Regions from separate parts of the Mus musculus genome. Here region 1 is linked to region 2. Evidence: chromatin contacts called from public HiChIP or PLAC-seq data. All regions are on one chromosome and are shown on one strand. The core of a region is the stretch at or near the end of the contact, and the rest is flanking DNA. Distances in the headings are between cores, read along the strand shown.

Evidence for each region. HiChIP or PLAC-seq counts read pairs in DNA pulled down with a chosen protein or histone mark.
Region 1: a contact with region 2 is called in a CTCF HiChIP or PLAC-seq map of the NIH/3T3 cell line, with 9 read pairs. The contact joins two enhancer-like sites. A contact is called at or near these places in 1 of 15 datasets of contacts at CTCF or cohesin (the NIH/3T3 cell line), 2 of 484 Hi-C or Micro-C datasets (nephron progenitors and pancreatic cancer cells) and 1 of 115 datasets of contacts at active chromatin or transcription factors (embryonic stem cells).

The regions. Positions count from the first base shown.
Region 1 is chr15:32,395,879-32,401,627 of GRCm38.p6, forward strand. All of the region lies in intron 2 of Sema5a (sema domain, seven thrombospondin repeats (type 1 and type 1-like), transmembrane domain (TM) and short cytoplasmic domain, (semaphorin) 5A), which reads left to right. Among named protein-coding and RNA genes, the nearest start is that of Sema5a, 150 kb to the left of the region's middle. Within about 2 kb of position 1,398, at least 8 of the 459 cell types and tissues checked have an H3K27ac peak or open chromatin away from gene starts, as enhancers often do. A contact at or near this core is called in the NIH/3T3 cell line, where this site is marked.
Region 2 is chr15:32,326,125-32,331,822 of GRCm38.p6, forward strand. The region is part of intron 1 of Sema5a (sema domain, seven thrombospondin repeats (type 1 and type 1-like), transmembrane domain (TM) and short cytoplasmic domain, (semaphorin) 5A); the gene reads left to right. Among named protein-coding and RNA genes, the nearest start is that of Sema5a, 84 kb to the left of the region's middle. Within about 2 kb of position 2,652, at least 64 of the 459 cell types and tissues checked have an H3K27ac peak or open chromatin away from gene starts, as enhancers often do. A contact at or near this core is called in the NIH/3T3 cell line, where this site is marked.

The sequences.
Region 1 (5,749 bases), core at 148-2,647, 68 kb after region 2:
CACCTGTCCTCCGGTCCGGAAGGTGGCCGGCTGTCCCCGGCCCACACAGGGTGCTGCCTCAGCGCCTCTGTGCTTCTGCCTGTTCCAGAAGCTGTCAGGTTCTCTGGCGCACCCTCTCACCTGTTCAGACTAATTTCCTAAGTTCGGTGGGTCTCGGACCAAGATGGCGACCGCTGCTGCTCGAATCTATTTTCACATTAGCAACATCGGGTTCTTATTTCTATATACTTGGCTTTGTATAGTTTTATTGAAGTCAAAACTTTTAATTTTTATTCTTTTTATTTTAAAAAATTGATTATATTATATATTATTCTAATTTTATGTTAGTTTTCTCTTTGGGCATTTATGTGTGTTCCACAGAGCTGTTGTTGCCCATACATTGAGTGATAAGATATACCATGAAGATGACCCTGCTTTCAGTAGACAGTAGACTCTGATGTTGCTTCTAAGAATTTCCTATTATGAACAGTACAGTTATGAATTTTTATTTGTTTCTGGAGCAGATGTGGAGTTTTCCCAACACCAAGGAGGCAGCTCACAGCTGTTGTGAGACCCTGAACTGCTCCTATTGTCTCTGTCTAGGAGGGTAGTAATTTGTTTCCTATGAAACACATTTTCTTTTGTCTGTAGTCTTACTTGTTTATATTCATTAAATCTTATTTACAGCTTCGTAATTCCTGAGGAATACACTGCCTTATTTTTCAAGTTGGCTTATATGATTTTAAGCTACGTGTTCTTTTTAAAATGTGTTATGGACGATGGGAACTGAGACCAGAGAAAAGCAGCCATGGTGACCTCACACCCTGTGGGTCTGGCCAGCTGGTTGCTTTCTGTAGTATAGCCTACTCTGCAGCAGCACTCATTCATGGGCAGAGAACTCAATGGCAGGGGGCTTTGAGACTGAGTTTCTCCATGGCTGCTCCTTAACATTTGGGTGGCACAAACATCATTTATTTATCCTGCAACAGTGTTTATGATCTTCATTGTTTAGGAGCTCTTTGACAAGCTCTGCACTGTTTCATTACCTCCTTAGGAATTGTATCTTTGAGCTACTCTTTTTGTATTGTCATTAACTTCTACACCATCATTTGGCTTTTAATATTTTGAAATGTAGATGCAAAAATATGTCGAAATTACTTTTAAACCATAATGACCTATCCTGCAGTATCCACGGTGACCTTTCCACATTCTAGGATAATGAACTGAAGAACACAGTACCTTCTGTTCCCAGCACATATACATGTCACAGCAGAGCGTAATGGGCTAATAATTAGATACTTTGTGGCCACTTGGTTAAGGTCTATTTTGACCTGCTTTTGAAGTCTTACATGTAGGCTATTAGAGATCTGGCAGTTTTCTGTCGATTCTATTGTGAAACTCACTGCAAGTATGATTCATTGACTATAATAAACTGAGAGGCTTCTTTGCCTTGATCTGGAAGGAAGTGCCTAGACCTTCACAGCGAGCTAAGCCTTCAACTAGAAATCTTAACATCCACACCTTTCAGTGCCTTCAAAAAAGTTCATAAGACTTAATGCATGCTGCTATGTCTTGGGACCTGTGGATCTATGTTTAGAATAAAAAAGTCTTTGTCTCCACTTGTTTATATTGCAATGTGTTAAATAGTATTTAATCAAAGATATCAATTGATTGCCAAACATAAACTTTATAGGTCCTTTCAGTATCCTTTTGACGAGTGACGACAAAGCGATTGGGAAGTATTTTGCTGTCGATGACCAGCAAATGATGTTTTATCTTATTCTTATTCATTCTCTCAGTTGTATTCTTCCTGGCTTCATTTTCCTTCTTTGCAGGTACTGAATATTTTTGTCTATGCCCTTGTGAAATATTTTAATATATTTGTTGTTTATTGGATATGTTTAAAATGGAAGAATAATGTTTTTATATACATATATTATGTGGTTAAATTATGAGGATTGTGACGTCTTTTTAAATAAATCTTTTGTTACAGGTTTTACAACACTCCACAAATCATCAAGCAAGCAGTTTCACATAGTTTAAAATGCTATGAAACAGAGATGTTAACAGCCTCTGGTAGGAGTAAAAAGAAGGTTTAGTTGGCTTGGAAGTTATAGTGAATAAAGGCTGAGTCACAGGAGAAAGCACTGTGAAGAACCTAGAGAAGATTTAAGCCCTAAGAGTCAGCCAGAGCTTTGGCCAGGTCAGAGGATGTAGAAGATCATGTGTATTTGTGTGCTTGTGTGTAGCTGGCCTGTAGTGAAGGTGAGAGCTCAAAAAGGAAGTTTCAGGAAGGCTGCACTGGCCAGAGAAAAAGGGTTTTTGATGGAGTCAGTGGTTATAGCTTTTGGGAGGCTCCCTGGGGAACTACTGAAGGTTTTTAAGCAACTATAATGACTTTGTAGTTTTCTCTGATTGTAGCACCAAAAACCAAAACTAAAAGCATTTTCGAGGACTGGAGTACAAAGCCCAATGATCGATGGCAAGGCTTTCTGCAAACCCAGGGGAGGTCAACGTGAGAGGGCAGGGTTAACCCAAAAGAGGTTGAAGCAAGAGGGCATTCATTGTAAGCTTGAGACTGTAGCCACGAAGGCGAGCAAAGGGCACTGTTTGGTGCTTATTTGGAACAAGAATGGCAACGTTTATTCATGGGTTTGCCTATTAGTGGGCATGCTAGAATAATCCAAAATAGGACTCCAACTCTTAAGTGAGAAACTTGGGCAGAAATCTGAGCTAAGGTGGTATTAGTGGAGATTTTGTAAAACTACATGTGCTTGATGATTTGTGGGGTGTTTTAAAACCTGTAACAAAAAAGATTTATTTAAAAAGAGGTAATAATCCCCATAATTTAACCACATAGTGTATGTATATGAGAACATTCTTTTCCATGTTAAACATATCCAATGTTTTAAGTAAGTGTATGTGAAGAAGTGAATAGACAGATTTCGGGCATAGGTTGCCAGATGATAAAAGGCAACAGAGCATTTGAGTTGGCCTTTGCAGTGCTGATGGGCTGGAACTCTGAAAGGCCTTAACACAGGTAGGCTAAAGCTTGGTCAGTGAGATCACTGGCTCCAAGATCTGCTAATGATTCTTCAGCTACTTGTTCAAGTTTCATTGCCAGTGTATGAAATGAGGACCAGACACATTCATGACAGCAGCAAGGCAGGAGGCATACTAACTAAAACTTCATTGACTTATGTCTCCACATGTGGAAAGTAAGAAAGGGTGAAAGTATACATACTATAAAGTTATTTACAGGAAATACATATATAAATTCCATTGACAAACCTATTTTGTAATTTAATAGACATTATTAATCATTAGCTACTAGGATCTTTGTTTTTATTATAATCTTACTAATTTTCACTTTATAACACATGTTTTATGCATACTTTATGGGCACACTTGCCACACATATATTAATGTCATTAAGTTCTGACTATGTTTTGACAGATAGAACTGTAATAAATTCAAGTACGCATGTGTCAACTTTCTATGTCTGGTGTCAGATAGGCACAGAGTCCATCCCAGGTAGAATTTGAAAATATCAAGTAAGAAAACTTTTTCCACTAACTAGTCTACATGTTTTTCTAAGTGCACTAGAGGTCTGATTTTATCTCATAACATTACATGATATTTATATTTCAACCTAGAATAATTACCTTAATAAAGTTACTCTGCCTTGAATGGTAATGTCTCTTCTTTGTCCTTGTTTTTTCATGTGGTTCTGGGGAATGATGAGAACTGGAATCACTTATCTAGACCCCCAGGGCTTTTGTGCATGGCCACAGCTCCTTCTGTTCTCACAGTTCCAGGTCCCCGAGAACTCCCCTTTTCAGCTCGTCTGCCTATAATAATCCCTTCATCCCTTTGACCATTAACTGGAAAATTATGACATTTAGAAAGGACATTTCTCAAAACCATGGGAATTCATGTATTTGGACCAGATGTTAAGAGAATTTTAATAGGGGATCAAACATCTGTGACAATGAATGGCAGAGCCATGGAAGAAAGGGACGCATGCAAAGCATTTTAATAGCAGAGTAGGCATCCTGACAGTGGTAGTGTGCATTGCATCCACACACTCAGCCCTCAGACACTGAATGAGTCCAGAAACTTCACTGCCTGGCTTGAAAATGAGGCTGAGAGTAGTAATTGTAACTTTGGATGATAAAGTCTATAGCAGAAATAAGTGCTAATTTGCTTAGGTAGATGTGGGGAGGGGCAAAAAAAAAATCTAAGAATGGCTACCAAGATATGATGCTTACAGATTGGATCTAGAGGATGTAATAGCGAGAAAACTAGAAGAAACAGAGAAGCAAGGCTAGGGTTTAGAAAGACAAAAGAATAGGAGTGGTCAGTGGGTCCCTGCATTATGAGTTGGATGCCTGAATACATATGTTCTTGTCTATCATAAATAACAGGTGTGACAGAGACAGTCCATAAAGAGGAGGGAGGGAACATTGTGGCCAGGAAGTGCACCTTCACTTATAGGAAGGCTTACATACAGTTTCAGATAAAGTAAAGAGAGAGGGAGATTAAGGTACTGTGGATCCCAGGGAAGGGGGTGTTAGGAAGGTCTCTGCATCGGGGGCATCACCGGGGCCCAGTTACATAAGATCACTGCATGTGCCAGTCAAACAGAGACTAGTGCTGTTGAACCCACAACGGTTTTTTCTCCCAGACGTGGCAATCTGTTCTTGCATGTTCTTATAAAGAATACACATAGTGATTGTCAGGAGAAGGTGCTGTCCCTGTGTGGCCTGTGACCTGTACTATTGCACTACTGAGAGTCACTTACAGCATGATTACTGTAATGGGCCATATGATTTTCTTGCCTTAGAAAAGGAAGCTGCGTAAGTCCTTTAGAAATTGTTCATATGGCTATGTTGCCTGAAGTCTCCATTACTTAAGTATATTTTTTTCCCCAGAAAATGCTCTTGTTGGTCTAGCTAACAGAAGCAGAATGGATGAACTTTCACTTAGTTTTAAAACCTGCTGACAGATAAAATTAATATTGTCTTTGAGCAAATAATAATTTTATCTAATGGACTCCATTTATTTTTATCATTCCTCGGGGCAATCTAGAGCTAAACAGGGGGAAGGAAGCAAGAGCGTAATAACAATTCCATTTGAAGAGAGGTATAAAATAAGGTCACTGGAGCTGAACTATTACTGAAATGTATAAAATCGTTTAATGTTTTCTTTTCCCCATTTTATACTATAAGGTTATTTTATATAGCCATAAAATTCCTCCTCATCGGAGTTCATATATGGTGGAACTCTCTGGATAACAGTCTGTTCCTATTCAATAGCTGAGGGTGGCAGCCTGTTGTCATTCTCTGTATAAGTCTGATAAGTGTTTTTAGGTTAACATATTCCTAAAGTCATTTCACTAATCATGTATGGAAAATTGCTTTAGGCTGAACCTTGACAGTTAGGGTGCATGCATTAAAACAATACAAAAGTGTTTGATATTTTTGTTCAATGTACATAAAAATTGAAGGTTTAATGTGTCATGGCCAACCTGATTCCCCCTTTACGATCAACAAAGCGCATGGAAGCTTTAATTTAATCTCCATGCATTTCTGTAATAATAGTGTCCAGTCATGATTTTGGATACATGTCAGGATAGCTATTTGGCTGGAACACTATGTTAACTTAGTGTTATGGCTTTACCAACTCTTCATTGAATTCCATTTTTTTGCTGAGTATCTAGAATATCTGGTATTGCAGCGAAGAGAAAGCAGGGAGCCACTTGGTACCT
Region 2 (5,698 bases), core at 1,402-3,901:
CCTATAGCCTGTCTAGTCACAGGATCTTGGGCAGGTAATGGTGTCACGTATGGGTTTTATATTGTAGAGTAGAACTTAATGGCAATTAAAAAGTGTTTGGCTACTCGTATTATTATTACAAAAAGTCATATGGATATCTACTACTGTAGAAACTCCTGTGCATATATACACACACACACATGAGTGCTTGTGCATAGGCATGCACAGGCACACACATGTTCAAATGGAATTACATTATAATGAGGACACGGTGACTCTAATAGACACCGTAGACTAACAAAACTCAAGTATCAGAAATTCGGTACCACGATTGCACTAGTAGGCAATCTAGTAACATGCCTTTCTGAGCAGGCTGTTACTGTAGCTCACTGTGATCACAGCTGGTAAGACAGATGATCACTTTTCTCCTCTAGTAGCCTGAGTAGTGCCTTCCAACACTATGTATGATAGTCTGTAGGGATGAAGTTTCCAGTTCAGTACCAGTATGATTTCGCCATGTTCAATGACTCAGGTATGCGATATCTTTAGTGTCAGGGTATTACTGTCAAGTTTTGTTAGGGAACCAAAGAGCCATATTTGGGTGTGTATGGTATTTCATTGACCAACAACTCCAAAACAGTTACCCATTCCTGGTACATAGATTTTTATTTGTGAGTCTATGTTGTCTAGTAGGGGCATTGTTACCCCATTATAATGTAACTCCATGGTTTTAACGTGTTTGTGTGTGTGAGTGTGTGCGCGCACGTGCGCATGTGTGGGTGCACACACATTCTTCTAGAGTAGCAAGTATCCATATGACATTTTGGAAAGGACTTTGGTATTATTTATCTTTCCCTGTATTATTAAGAAAATTGATCTATTTATTAATTCAAACAGCTGAAACTTCTCAGATTCCTTGAGTGAGTTTTCATTGGATACAGTTTTCCTCTCCTGACTGAATTGAGGGTCTTCTGCTGGGCTTTATGGGATGTCACTCTGAATACAAATCCCAGCCATAAAAATGAAGATTTCTGCTGTGGAGCCCCTCAGCTCCTGGCATCTCACTGCCAGTGCTCATTGGATCTCCAAGATGCTAAAGCTCCAAGATGAGAAGCCAATTCGGGGCTTCTGAAACATTTCATGGCAAACTTGGAACAAACCAGGAGTCCTAGTTCCTGAAGTCTTTTCTCACCTTCCTTGGAGGTTCAGGGTCCAGATCCTTGTTCCAGCTCCAGTGAGGTTTATATTTGTCTTCTGTGGCTTGTTGAAGAGTCTATGCGTAAACCTGGGCTCCGTGTGTTTGAGTGCCTGCTACTCAGATATCGTTAATAACAAGTTTATTATTATTTGCATGTTCACATAGTTGGACAGCTAAAATGTGAGGGAAGGATGTAGTTAACAAATGCTTGTCTTGATCTTAGTTATTTTCTTCCCATATCTTGAACGCCTGAGAGTCTTTCAGGCTTTTAGAAGGTCATGAACTTGGAGATTCAGAAGGAAAGTACCATCAGTAAGGAAGGGCAAGTCACCACCTCTGCCCCTCATTCGCTGTGACCTGTCACCATTTTATCCATCCTCAAATAATGGCAATGCTGACTTTTAGACAATACATTTTCTTTCCTTTTGTTTCGTTTCAAAGTCTTATCCTGTGATCCTTTTAGAACAGGTGAGCCAAAAGAGCATCAAATTGATGTTTTTAATTTTCATCTTGAAAAGTTGTTAGCAAAAGCAGTTACGTTCCTGATGGAGACAGAATCAGGCTTGGTGGTCACAAGACAGTGGGGAAGAATCTAAGAATCTCAGGTAAGGATCTCTCTCTCTCTCTCTCTCTCTCTCTCATTAATCAAAGGGAGCTCATTAGCCATGGTTACCCCATAGAGTAGATAACTTACCCTCCTAGTGTCACCAACAATCTCATTTGTTATGATCATAACGTTGTTGAAGGTTTCCTGAGCCACTGTATGGAAGCAGGAACATGGCATGCTTGTTTTGAAACCCCAATAAGTAGAAGCCCAGAAAATTGACAAAACATCTCTACTGCACATGGCACATGGACCACAGATGACCTTTGAACTCAGGTCATGGAACCAGTTCTGCTTTTTTATTTATTTGTTTATTATATATATATATATATATATATATATATATATATATATATATATATATATTTTTTTTTTTTTTTGCAATGCTTTCCCAGAGTCTGTTTAAATGAGAGTGTGATTTCTCCAGAGACATTGTGGAGGGATGGCATGTTCCTTTTCTTAGTATCATGGGAAATCTGGGTCCATAGTTTGTGTAGAGTTTAGAATCAACAGGCTTTTAGACCATTTCTTTCCAAATCTCTGAAATTGGTTTATGTTTAGATACAACTCTAGAAGCTTGCAGTGTCCTGGGCTTTGAGGAAGGAAGTACTCACTAGAAGATGAAAGGGAGTTTGTGGGCCAGTGTGAGCAGGCAGGGTTTTTTGAGAAGCACTGTAATGCAGTCCTCCTTAGGGAAGGGAGGCCCCTCCACTGTCTTTTAAATACCTCTTTGAATGGCAATTTCCAGTGGCTTTGCGAAATGATGTCTGATGGGATCCGGTGCTTCTCAAAGTCTCCCCAGACCTGCATGTGGCCTCCCCTGCCCCTTGCCTTGAATTACAGTGTTTATTTTTAAAAGCTTTTGTGGTTTGAGCCTTCTCCCTTTGTTATTGCAGCTGACTGACTGACTGACTCAGCCTTCCTCCTTTTTCTCCCTCCTCCAGCCACTTTGTGGTTTGGGGTCCAGTTGGGCTGCATGAAGACTGGGCTAAAGGGACGGAAGTCCAAAACTGTGGCCACATCTGCTACTGGTTAGCTCCAAAGTCACAGGTGCCCTTCATGGCGCTTGGTGCACTCACCAGAAATGTCCACTCTTCTGTCCTGCGTGTCTGCTTGTTTCCTTTGAGTTTCCTGTGTTGTTATGCATTTGTTATACCTTGTTTTTAATCACCCTGCCCCCTCATCAAACCCCAGTTCCTACCTGTAACCTGGAGCCAGATGCTTGTCTGTTGAGATTATCATCAGCTGCTATCAGAATGCCTTAGCTTCCTGAGGAGGCAGAGCATCCTAGAGATACACAGTTCTCTTCCCACCTCGCCTCTCTGTGTCAGGGATGCAATAGTCTTTTGTTCAAGCTACATATAGAGATGTAGTTCCTGTGGAAGATGGAGATAGTGAGTGGAAGTTCTTCAGGGTACCCAGAAAGACTCGTCTTCATTGGAATGATGCCCTGTCTAAGCACTGAAACTGCAGCAGGCCTTATGAACAAAGAGCTGCTCCTGCTGTCATCAGCAGAGACAGGAGGCAGAAACTTGATTCTTTATAAGGGCTTCCTGTGCTTGTCCTCAGATCCTTTTGATGGCTCTCTTCCTTTGTGCACTCTGCATCCAGGCTCTCAGACAGTGAGCCTCTTACCAACTCAGCCTTGTGTTTTTAGAAAGAAACGCTGTCTGTAGGTTTTAGTTGGATCATCAGCTATTTCTCTGCTTTCTGGAACAGAATTTTAATGGTCTTTTAACTGGCAGACACATACATCCCAGTGTTAGTAGAGGCAGAGAATATTTTAGAGCCAGTTTGGATGGAAAAGCCTAGTAGGATGCTTGTTTTAAAAGTATTGTTATGCAGTACTGCTGGATGTTAGTTTGAAAACACTGTCGTCTACTTCAGAGGCTTTTCTAACTGCACACTGCAGTTCAGTTTTGTGTTGATGTGATTAGAGGGAATCTGAAAGAAGTGGCTTCAGTTTGCAGTGATTGGACCCTTGGGGCCTGGCTGGACCAGAGCAAGCCAGGGCTTGTGCTGACTGCATGAAAACTTGGTAACTGATTCCTGTCCGAAGATGTTAGAATTGTTAGATTGTTATTTATGGTTTTGATAAATTTTTATTTCCTTTATGAATGCATTTATCGCTCATTTATGTTTTTGTGATCACAGTCAGAATTATTTATTCAATGGAAGAGGAGTGCATACACACGCGCCCGAGCGTGTTTGATTTGTGTTGACACATGTGAATTCCTTCCTTGAGTTTGGCTCCCCTTTTAGAAACTGTCAGTCTTCAAGTGGAAGGAGAGAGGGACACTCAGTTTTTGTTGTTGTTTTGTGTGTTTCGATCCCCATAATGGGAGCCATGGGTTTAAAGGAAGCCAATTCTACCTAGAAGTGGTGGTTCCACGTCCTCACATGATGCAGAGCAGATGCAGCCGGAGACGGAGATGAGGGCATGAGACCAGGAAGCTGTGAGACACAGCCCCATGTCTTTTTAGTTTGTTCCACTTTTGGATTTATTTGCTCTTTGTTTTGCTTTGCTTTTTTAAATATTAAAGATCTCGCTGTACCAGAGCGGCTCAATTAAATTAAGATAAGATGTTCCTGGAGTGGGAAACAATCAAAGGAACAGAGCCGGCTGTTCTGCCCTGCTTTCTCACTCAGTTTCTCTTTCATGTACCGTGTGTTAGGAACACCGTTTCCTATCAGATGCACAACAGATGGGAATACATTAAAGGGGCGCTGCATGACCTGTGTTGGTATTTGGAGGTTCAAGTTAATGGCCTGAATCATCAGGAATATATTATCTCCAGCATAATGAGACACAATCAATTCTTTTAGATTGTAATCATTGCTTAAATCCAGGGAACAAAGATTGCCCTTCTCTAATGAGAACTAGATGAGGTGGTTCGCATGGCACTGGCGTCATTAAAGCCATAAGAAGCCCTCTGAGCCAAAACCTGGACTCTTATTCCACCAGTGACCTTAGCCACCAGCCCATCCTCCCTGATGCCTATTAACCACCCAGATTTCTGTTTCTTTGGGACCTCATTTTCACTGCAGGTTGGCTTCACAAAGGTCATTTCCTATGGTGGTTAGCGCCAGATAGACAGGCTCCTGGGCCTCTCCTACCTTGCTGGTAGCAAGGTGAGTTATGGGCTCCTCTTAGACACACAGCCACAGCTTGCTTTGAGAATGTGTGGGCAGCTGTGTCTCCTGAGTTTCTGTTCTATGACCTCCTTGTCTCCCACTGTGCATCTGAGCTGGCTGGTCCTCTGTGTCATCTGTACTTCACTATTTTTTTTTTCAGTCTTCCTTCATCTGCCTGTGCTGTTCTGTTCTATGCAGAGCTGGGGAGCAGGTGCTGCTTTTCAGCTGTTGCCCGTGCCCTTTAGCATGCATAACCCATTCTGTTATCCGTGGTATTTTCTCTAAGTCTTTGTAAATCCTGAACTAACAAATACTGAACCATTGTTCTCAGGAAGACTATGGGGTTGGATTGGGCACAAAATTTGCATCAGTTGACCACAGAATAGTCACATTTGTAGGTTTTAATTAGTATATATATATATATCCCCATGTTCATATATCCCCATGTTCATAGATGTGGAAGCCAGAAGAATACATAAATATCCTTTCCAAGTGTCCCCTTTATTCTTTTGAGACAGAGTCTTTCACTAAACTTAGAGTTTGTCCTTTGTTCAGGGTAGGTCATTTGGCCATCAAGACCCAGTAATCCCATCTCTGCATCCCTTAGTGCTGAGGCTAAAGATGTCATGTCCACACCCAGCTCTTGGGTGCTTGGAACCTTGTCTTGCCCACTGGTTTAGGTCTCCAGCCCTATGTAGTGTTTTGTTGTTGTTGTTGTTCTAACCTTATGAATAATTGAATGATAATTACTATTTGAACGGTACTTGCTTAGCATTTTTTGG